Linked DNA regions of Mus musculus: region 1 is linked to region 2. The links are chromatin contacts, called in public promoter capture Hi-C maps. All regions are on one chromosome and are shown on one strand. Each heading gives the region's core, a stretch centred on a gene start, on an enhancer-like site or on the middle of the called end of the contact. The rest is flanking DNA. Distances are from core to core; before and after follow the strand shown. Region 1 overlaps Rnf141 (ring finger protein 141). Region 2 has its middle 17 kb from the start of Gm28863.

Evidence for each region. Capture Hi-C pulls out chosen DNA fragments and counts their contacts.
Region 1: a promoter capture Hi-C map of adipose tissue shows a contact between it and region 2. The contact joins two enhancer-like sites. A contact is called at or near these places in 1 of 39 promoter capture datasets (the SN4741 cell line), 1 of 15 datasets of contacts at CTCF or cohesin (the NIH/3T3 cell line), 3 of 484 Hi-C or Micro-C datasets (cerebellum, embryonic fibroblasts and embryonic stem cells) and 2 of 9 other capture datasets (adipose tissue and pancreatic islet).

What each region holds. Positions count from the first base shown.
Region 1 is chr7:110,822,965-110,826,204 of GRCm38.p6, forward strand. It overlaps Rnf141 (ring finger protein 141), which reads right to left. Exons shown (of 6, transcript NM_025999.3): 4 at 2,253-2,434. Among named protein-coding and RNA genes, the nearest start is that of Rnf141, 20 kb to the right of the region's middle. Within about 2 kb of position 1,392, at least 125 of the 459 cell types and tissues checked have an H3K27ac peak or open chromatin away from gene starts, as enhancers often do. A contact at or near this core is called in the NIH/3T3 cell line and adipose tissue, where this site is marked.
Region 2 is chr7:110,646,464-110,649,736 of GRCm38.p6, forward strand. No RefSeq gene overlaps it. Among named protein-coding and RNA genes, the nearest start is that of Gm28863, 17 kb to the left of the region's middle. Within about 2 kb of position 1,673, at least 77 of the 459 cell types and tissues checked have an H3K27ac peak or open chromatin away from gene starts, as enhancers often do. A contact at or near this core is called in the NIH/3T3 cell line and adipose tissue, where this site is marked.

The DNA of each region.
Region 1 (3,240 bases), core at 142-2,641, 180 kb after region 2:
CCACTGACTTAGCATTTCTGCTTTGGGGCTTCAAATTTTCACCTGAGGGTGTCAGGGACAGAAAATACAACAGACTCCCCAAAGAGTGACAGAGTGTTCTGACAGGAAAGTTTCAGAGTTGGGAGCAGATGACTATATAAAAACAGCACTGTAGCCCGAGAAGAATGAGACAGAGACTGCTGGAGGAAGGTACTCCATGCCCACACTGTCTGCTACCTTTCCAGCACCACGGGGACAGGACAGCCACTCGATGCTCCTAAGGTACGGAGAACCACGTGAACAAAGGCTGGAGACACTTACTGTGGAGAGCAAGGCTCAATGGAAATTTGAGGAGTTTTCAAACATTTGAAGGGCAGAAGAGATCACACTTGTTGGGTAGAATTCCAGAGGGCATGGCCTCTGCACTCAAGGGCACTCTAATGATTTACTAATAATGGTGACAGGTAACTCGCCCACACATACCGCTGTGTGTCCCATCTATTAACTCAATTAACTGCCGACAGCCCTCTGGGGCACATGACATCGCTCTCATCCTCTTTAAAAGGTGAGGAACTGATGAAAGAGAAGAGTGAAGGCTGGAGCACAGGCCAGTTGGTTCTAGGGCCTTTGCTGTGCTGCCTCCAGAGGGTCAGACTACTCTGAGGTAAAAGGGAAAAGGAAAACTTTCACACTAGTAAAGCTATCTGGGTGAGAAAAAGATTGCTTCATTGAGGGAGTGAATCTCCCAGAGCTGTGGGGGACAGTAGTAACGCATTGTAAGTACAAGCTGGCTTCCTTCCATTTGGTGAACTATGGCTCAGACGTGATAGTGCAGACAGACAGAGCAGCCCCTGGGATCAGTGGCATCAGAGCACCACAGAGTTGGCCAATCTCCAGCTCCTCCTCCAAACCACTAAGCTGCAATGGGCTAAATGTGTCAGTGGGCTCAGCCATGTCAGGGTCTAGTCATGCACTTATTCTCCTAAACCTGCTTCCTCGTCTGATCAACTGTATTCCCGTGGAGTCACTGCAGGGTTTAATGAACTGCAAGTCCTCCACAAACTCTAGCCATTAATAGAACCACACATCTAACATAAAGCAAAACTCAGAAGGCCCCCAGACTCTCCTACTTGCAAAGGCCTTTTTCTATGACCTGGGTCCCAGGGTACCACTGGAGGCTCACAACACATGAAACCAAGTGCTGGCTCACCCAACCAGCTGGCGCTGCTTCCAGTCTTTGAGTCACACTTTCACCCCTTTCCTGAAGATGACCGCAACAGGAACTTTTTACTTGCTGTGGTGTGGCTACAGAGGCAAGTAAAAAACCACTCTCAGCTTTCAAAACACTTAGAAAAAGATTACCACTCTGAACTGAGACAAGGAAAGAGCAGAAAAATCAGACCTCTGACAGGCCTAAGCACTGCTACAGCACAGTGACACTCACACAACAGGCTGGTAACAGAGCCCACTGTACACCTAACAGTGAGGTTCAAATGGAAAATACAAGTCAACTACACAGCACGGGATGAGGAAACCAGCTGATTACAAGTGAAGGGAAAATGCAGCTGTAACTGAAGCAATGCAATAGACTGAAACTCCTGTCAGACACACTCCTACCTCTGAGGAGGACACAGTTGATGCAGATTCTGCATCACACCAACCAGTGCCAGTCACAGTGAGACAGAATGTTAGCATGCCTGGAGCCATAGAGGCCTTTTTCCAATGAGGTAGTTACAAACTGAATTACGTCACATCATCAGGCAGCAACAGTTGGGAGCTTTCACACACCGAAAGCATGGGAGGAGAGCTCAGAAGGAACAGCATACATGAGGCCCTAGGGAACAGGCACTGTCATGGCAAACTGCAGCTGACGTCACTTCCTCCTGCTGTGCAGCGTCCATACGTGCACCACTGCTTTTCTTCCCTGAGTAGACACCAAGGCCTAAAGACAATGTTTAAAAATTTAACTTCCAATTAAATAACTTCTGAATGGTTCCAGTTCTGGACCTAATTTTATAAAGGACTTTGACTGTTTAAAAATCTGTTAAAGGGAAGGCATCAGTATTTCCTATCCAAACGTAAGAGACAGAGCGTGGGTTCCTGGGCAGGGAGCTGACAGCGAATCTGGGACTGAAATGAACGGAAGGCAGACTAACCTAAAACTGACCTGCCTACCACAGGCTGAGACATGAGAACTGACGGGGTCATAGAGCGCTAGGGAAGGTGTACTATGATCTTAGCGCTTTGCCTGCTCATTGTCCTGTGGCGCGCACCTGCCCATCCATAGACTAGCCTGGCAAGATGTGACCGAGGATGGGTTCTCATCAGGCTCTTCAGAGGTGGAGCTCTGAGCCAGCACTCCAGCAGCTTGGCTTGTGATGTCTTTATAGAGCTGAATAAACTGGTACAAATTCATGATCCGCGATGCTTCCACAATGCCACTGCTTTTGTTAATCTAGAAACAAAGGGAGAGGGGAACATAGACACATAGCAGTCAGTCAATATCCTGGGAAACAGACTTTGCAGTGCACAATATACCTAGAAAAATAGGAGTCTAAATAAAAGAACATATACATTTTCTTCAGTTGTGCGGTTCATCAGAGAACTTACTAAATTTTCCCATCTGATATCTAAAATAACCCTGCAAGGCTGATCAAGTACTGGCCTATCTCAGGTTGAAACATCAGGTGACTTTCCTGGAGTTGAGAAATTAATTTTAGAGATTACTGAAACTTTTCACTGTGATGTTTTAATTCATTCTTTTTGAGACATCTGCTTGGTCTGTCGCCCAGGCCGGCCTAGAACTGGAGATCCCCTTCCTCAGCTTCCCGAGTGTTGTTAGCATTACAGGCATGTACTATCATTACAAGCTAGTAATTTTCCCTTTTTCCTTCCTTTTTATTCACTTTACATCCGATCACAGCTCCCCTCCTTCCTCTCTTCCAAATCCCTCCTTTATTTCTCCCTCCTCTTCTCCTCAGAGAAGGGAAGCCCCTCCCTTGGGTACCACTCCACCTTGCAGCATCTTGTCCCAGCAGGACTAGGTACATCCTCTCCCGCTGAGGCCCAACCAGGCAGTGCAAGTAGGAGGAGATCCAATGGCAGTGAAAAGAGAGCAATACCGCCTGGCTCCATTTGTTAGAGGACTCACATGAAGACCAAGCTGCACATTTGCTACAAACTCATGGGGGGGGGGGTGTTGTCTAGGTCCAGCTCCTACATTACAAGCTAATAATTTTTAATAAAGAATTTATTTATGCT
Region 2 (3,273 bases), core at 423-2,922:
TATAAATCTGTTTATTTATTTATTTATTTTTGTTTGTTTGTTTGGCTGGTTGGTTTTTTAAGACAGGGTTTCTCTGTATAGCCCTGGCTGTCCTGGAACTCACTTTGTAGACTAGGCTGGCCTCGAACTCAGAAATCTGCCTGCTTCTGCCTCCCGAGTGCTGGGATTAAAGGCGTGCTCCACCATGCTCAGCTAAATCTGATTTTTTTTAAGTCAAATCTGATAGTTTTTAGATGACATAAAGTATTAAGGAAATGACCCTTGATAGTTTCTCCTATCAGACTGAGCCTGATAAGACCAGGTATACGATGGCTCATTACTCAATGTCTTGCGCCACAGCTCCTACTTAGGCCCACATTTATTGAATGACTGAGCTGATCACCTATGCACTCATCTGCAGAAATCCTGGAGGAGGTAGGGGTGGGGGTGGGGGAAGGGAGGAAGGAGTAGGAGGAAGGCTTCTCAGAATTACTCAGATGAACAGCTCATGGTATACAAAGCATACATACTAGAGTGTGACGAGGAGACAAAAGGTACACTATAGAGGCTTCAAAATACAGATGCATTGCTTTTAGAGTAAGTATGGCTCTTGATAAATTCACAAAAACTCATAACACGCAAAATTCCTTCCACCCGTGTCTTGCCCTGTTACTGTGGTTCACAAGCTTGTGTTGTGTTTATGTTTCATGCATTTTCTTGTTTATGTCCAGTTGTTCTTCTCTAGGGTTGTGTAAAGGCTTTGGGAATGTTCTAGCCTGGCTCAGCCATGGCAAGAGGCCAGCCACTAAAGCAATATTTCCTCTTGGGGGGCTGATGTGATCTCAGCAATGGAAAGTGAGGGGACCCAAGACAGGAAAACCCTTGCAGGTCTGGGGTAATGGTTTCAGCTTTTCCTTCCTCTCGGGATACTCATGACAGCTCTTAGTTCTAGAAGATCCTGGGTCATTTCACTTCTCATCTTCAGGCAGGGAACAACTGTTTAGTGAATAATAAGCTAAATGCTTCCTGGGATTGCTTGGAGATCTGTGGGAGCCCACCCACCATCTCTTGTATCTGCTGTGTTCTTGCTCACCCCAGAAGACTCAGCCTATGCTCCAAGTTCCTGCCAGAAAGTTCTACCTGCTCCTTCACCCTGAGTTGGTGGAGAGAGAGGGGATAGCAACTGCTGAGAGAACTCCAGATGATCAGAAGGTTGGACAACCGATTGGCAGGTCACAAGGCCACCATAGCCGCAGCCTGACAAAGGTTCCCACACAAGGGCATGTGTAGGCTCTATGATGAGCATGTGGACAAGGCCGTTGCTTCTTCAACAAGCTTGCCTTTTGATGAGCAAAGTGGTGTGCGTGCCGGGTGGTGTCAGGGCATGATTGTTTCCCATTGTTTTTGATACCAGCTTTTATGCCTTCTGTTGTGTCTGGTAACTAAGATGCTGTCAAGAAAATACAGCAAGGCTTCTCTGAGCTGAAAAAGAGCACTTTTGCAATTAGCCTTTTGTCCCTTAGGTCTGTTTCTCTTAGAACAAATGTAATCTTACTCGCTACAGACTGTCTAAAATAGCTTTTCTGATGAGTCACCTAAAAGTAAAGTTGCAGATAGCCTATTGTTTCAGCCATAGCCAGCCAACTACTAGTTACACTCACTGGGGGACGGCTGCTCTATGCTCACATGTATTTTGAGGCCAGCCTTAAAAACATCCAGAGAGCATGAAATGCCTCAGACCATGCCTTGGTACTATGCATCTCAGAAGTTCAATTTGGTTCCTCAGGACCCAAGACACGTGAGGATTTTGCCCTCAGTCATTACGACCCCACCCCCACCCTCCGCACACGCGCAGCACAGGAGTGTGCGCAGAACCTTAGGGAAATCTCCAGGAGGCCATGCTGAAGGGTCAGAGGACTTTGTAGTTGCTCTGAGGAAGAAACGAAAGCTTTAAACAGAACATCGTGCCATGGCTTGAAAGGTCATTATCTAGTTCACACTTACCTCAGAATCTAAATATTGTCTGAAAATGGATAAGTTTGCCAGGACCGCGAGCAGTGAAATCACTCAAAATAGCTCTTAGGAATCTTCAAGGCCAGTGTGGCTCGGGCCGGCCATTGACACTCAAAGCCATTGCTGCCTGTGGGAGGAATTCAGCAGCAGTGAGACGGGGCAGCTGCTTAGAGGAAGGGTTTTCCTCCGTAGTCCTTGAAAACTGTAGATGCCTCTCTTCTTCAAGTGAGTCAACTTTGTCTCTCTTCCATCACCGGCAAGCGTGGGGAGGAGACTGGTGCTCTTCAAGTGGGTTCCTCAGCGCTGCAGACCTCTGAACAGTCTGCCCTCCCCCAACCCCAAGCTGTGGTGGCAGTGCCCATGTGGTGTCTTAGTAGGCAGCAGTGGCTACCAGCTTTACTTTGCTCCTGGCCGGGCCGCACCCTGGATTGGCTAAAGCCAGGTTACCTCCTTCCAGGCAGCTGCAGGGGTCAAAGTCCAGAGGAGTTCTTCCCAAGTAAACAAGTCGGACAAAGGCAGTTCCCAGCAGTACACGGGGCTGCACTCCAGAAGGCTGTTTGCAAATCTGTCCTTTGGAATCTGGAAGACTATTCCTGAGGAGGAACAATGTTATACTTTGTGGCAACATTCCCAGGCTATCCCATACCACTGAATGGACCCAGAACGGACTTATAATGAAGTGTTCTGGGCATAACGTTGTAGGCAATAGAGACATTTACTGAGCCCTGTAGGATACGGTGTGATATGTGAATTCAAAGTTAACCCCAGCTTTGTAGAGGGTTGACTTGGTGCCTTCCACTCTGCATTTGAGCAGCACCATCCTTTGGGCTCAGGTCCAGACTGACTAATAAGGAGGAAAAACGCTGAACCCGGCCATGGCACTCCTCTCTCTGCTTCCTGACTTAGATGCAATGTGACCAGCTGTTCTGTGCTGTGACACCATCGACTTCCTTACCACAATGGACTGTACTTTCAAACTGTGAGCAAAAATAGACCCTTCCTTCCTTAGGCTATTTTAGGTGTTTGTGAAATTTATTTTTATCTTATGCATGTGGATGTTTAGCCCACGCACATCAGCACCATGTGAATGCCCTCTGAGGCCAGAAGAGGGCAGCAGATCCCCTCAAGCTGGTGTTAAAGATAGTTGTGAGCTACCACATAGGTGCTGGGAACCCACCCCAGGTCCTCTGGAAAAGCACCTGGTGCTCTTAACCATCTGAGCCTGCCCCCTTCTTATCTTTAGTCTTTGACAGGGCCTCCTTATGTAATCTGCTGCTTCCA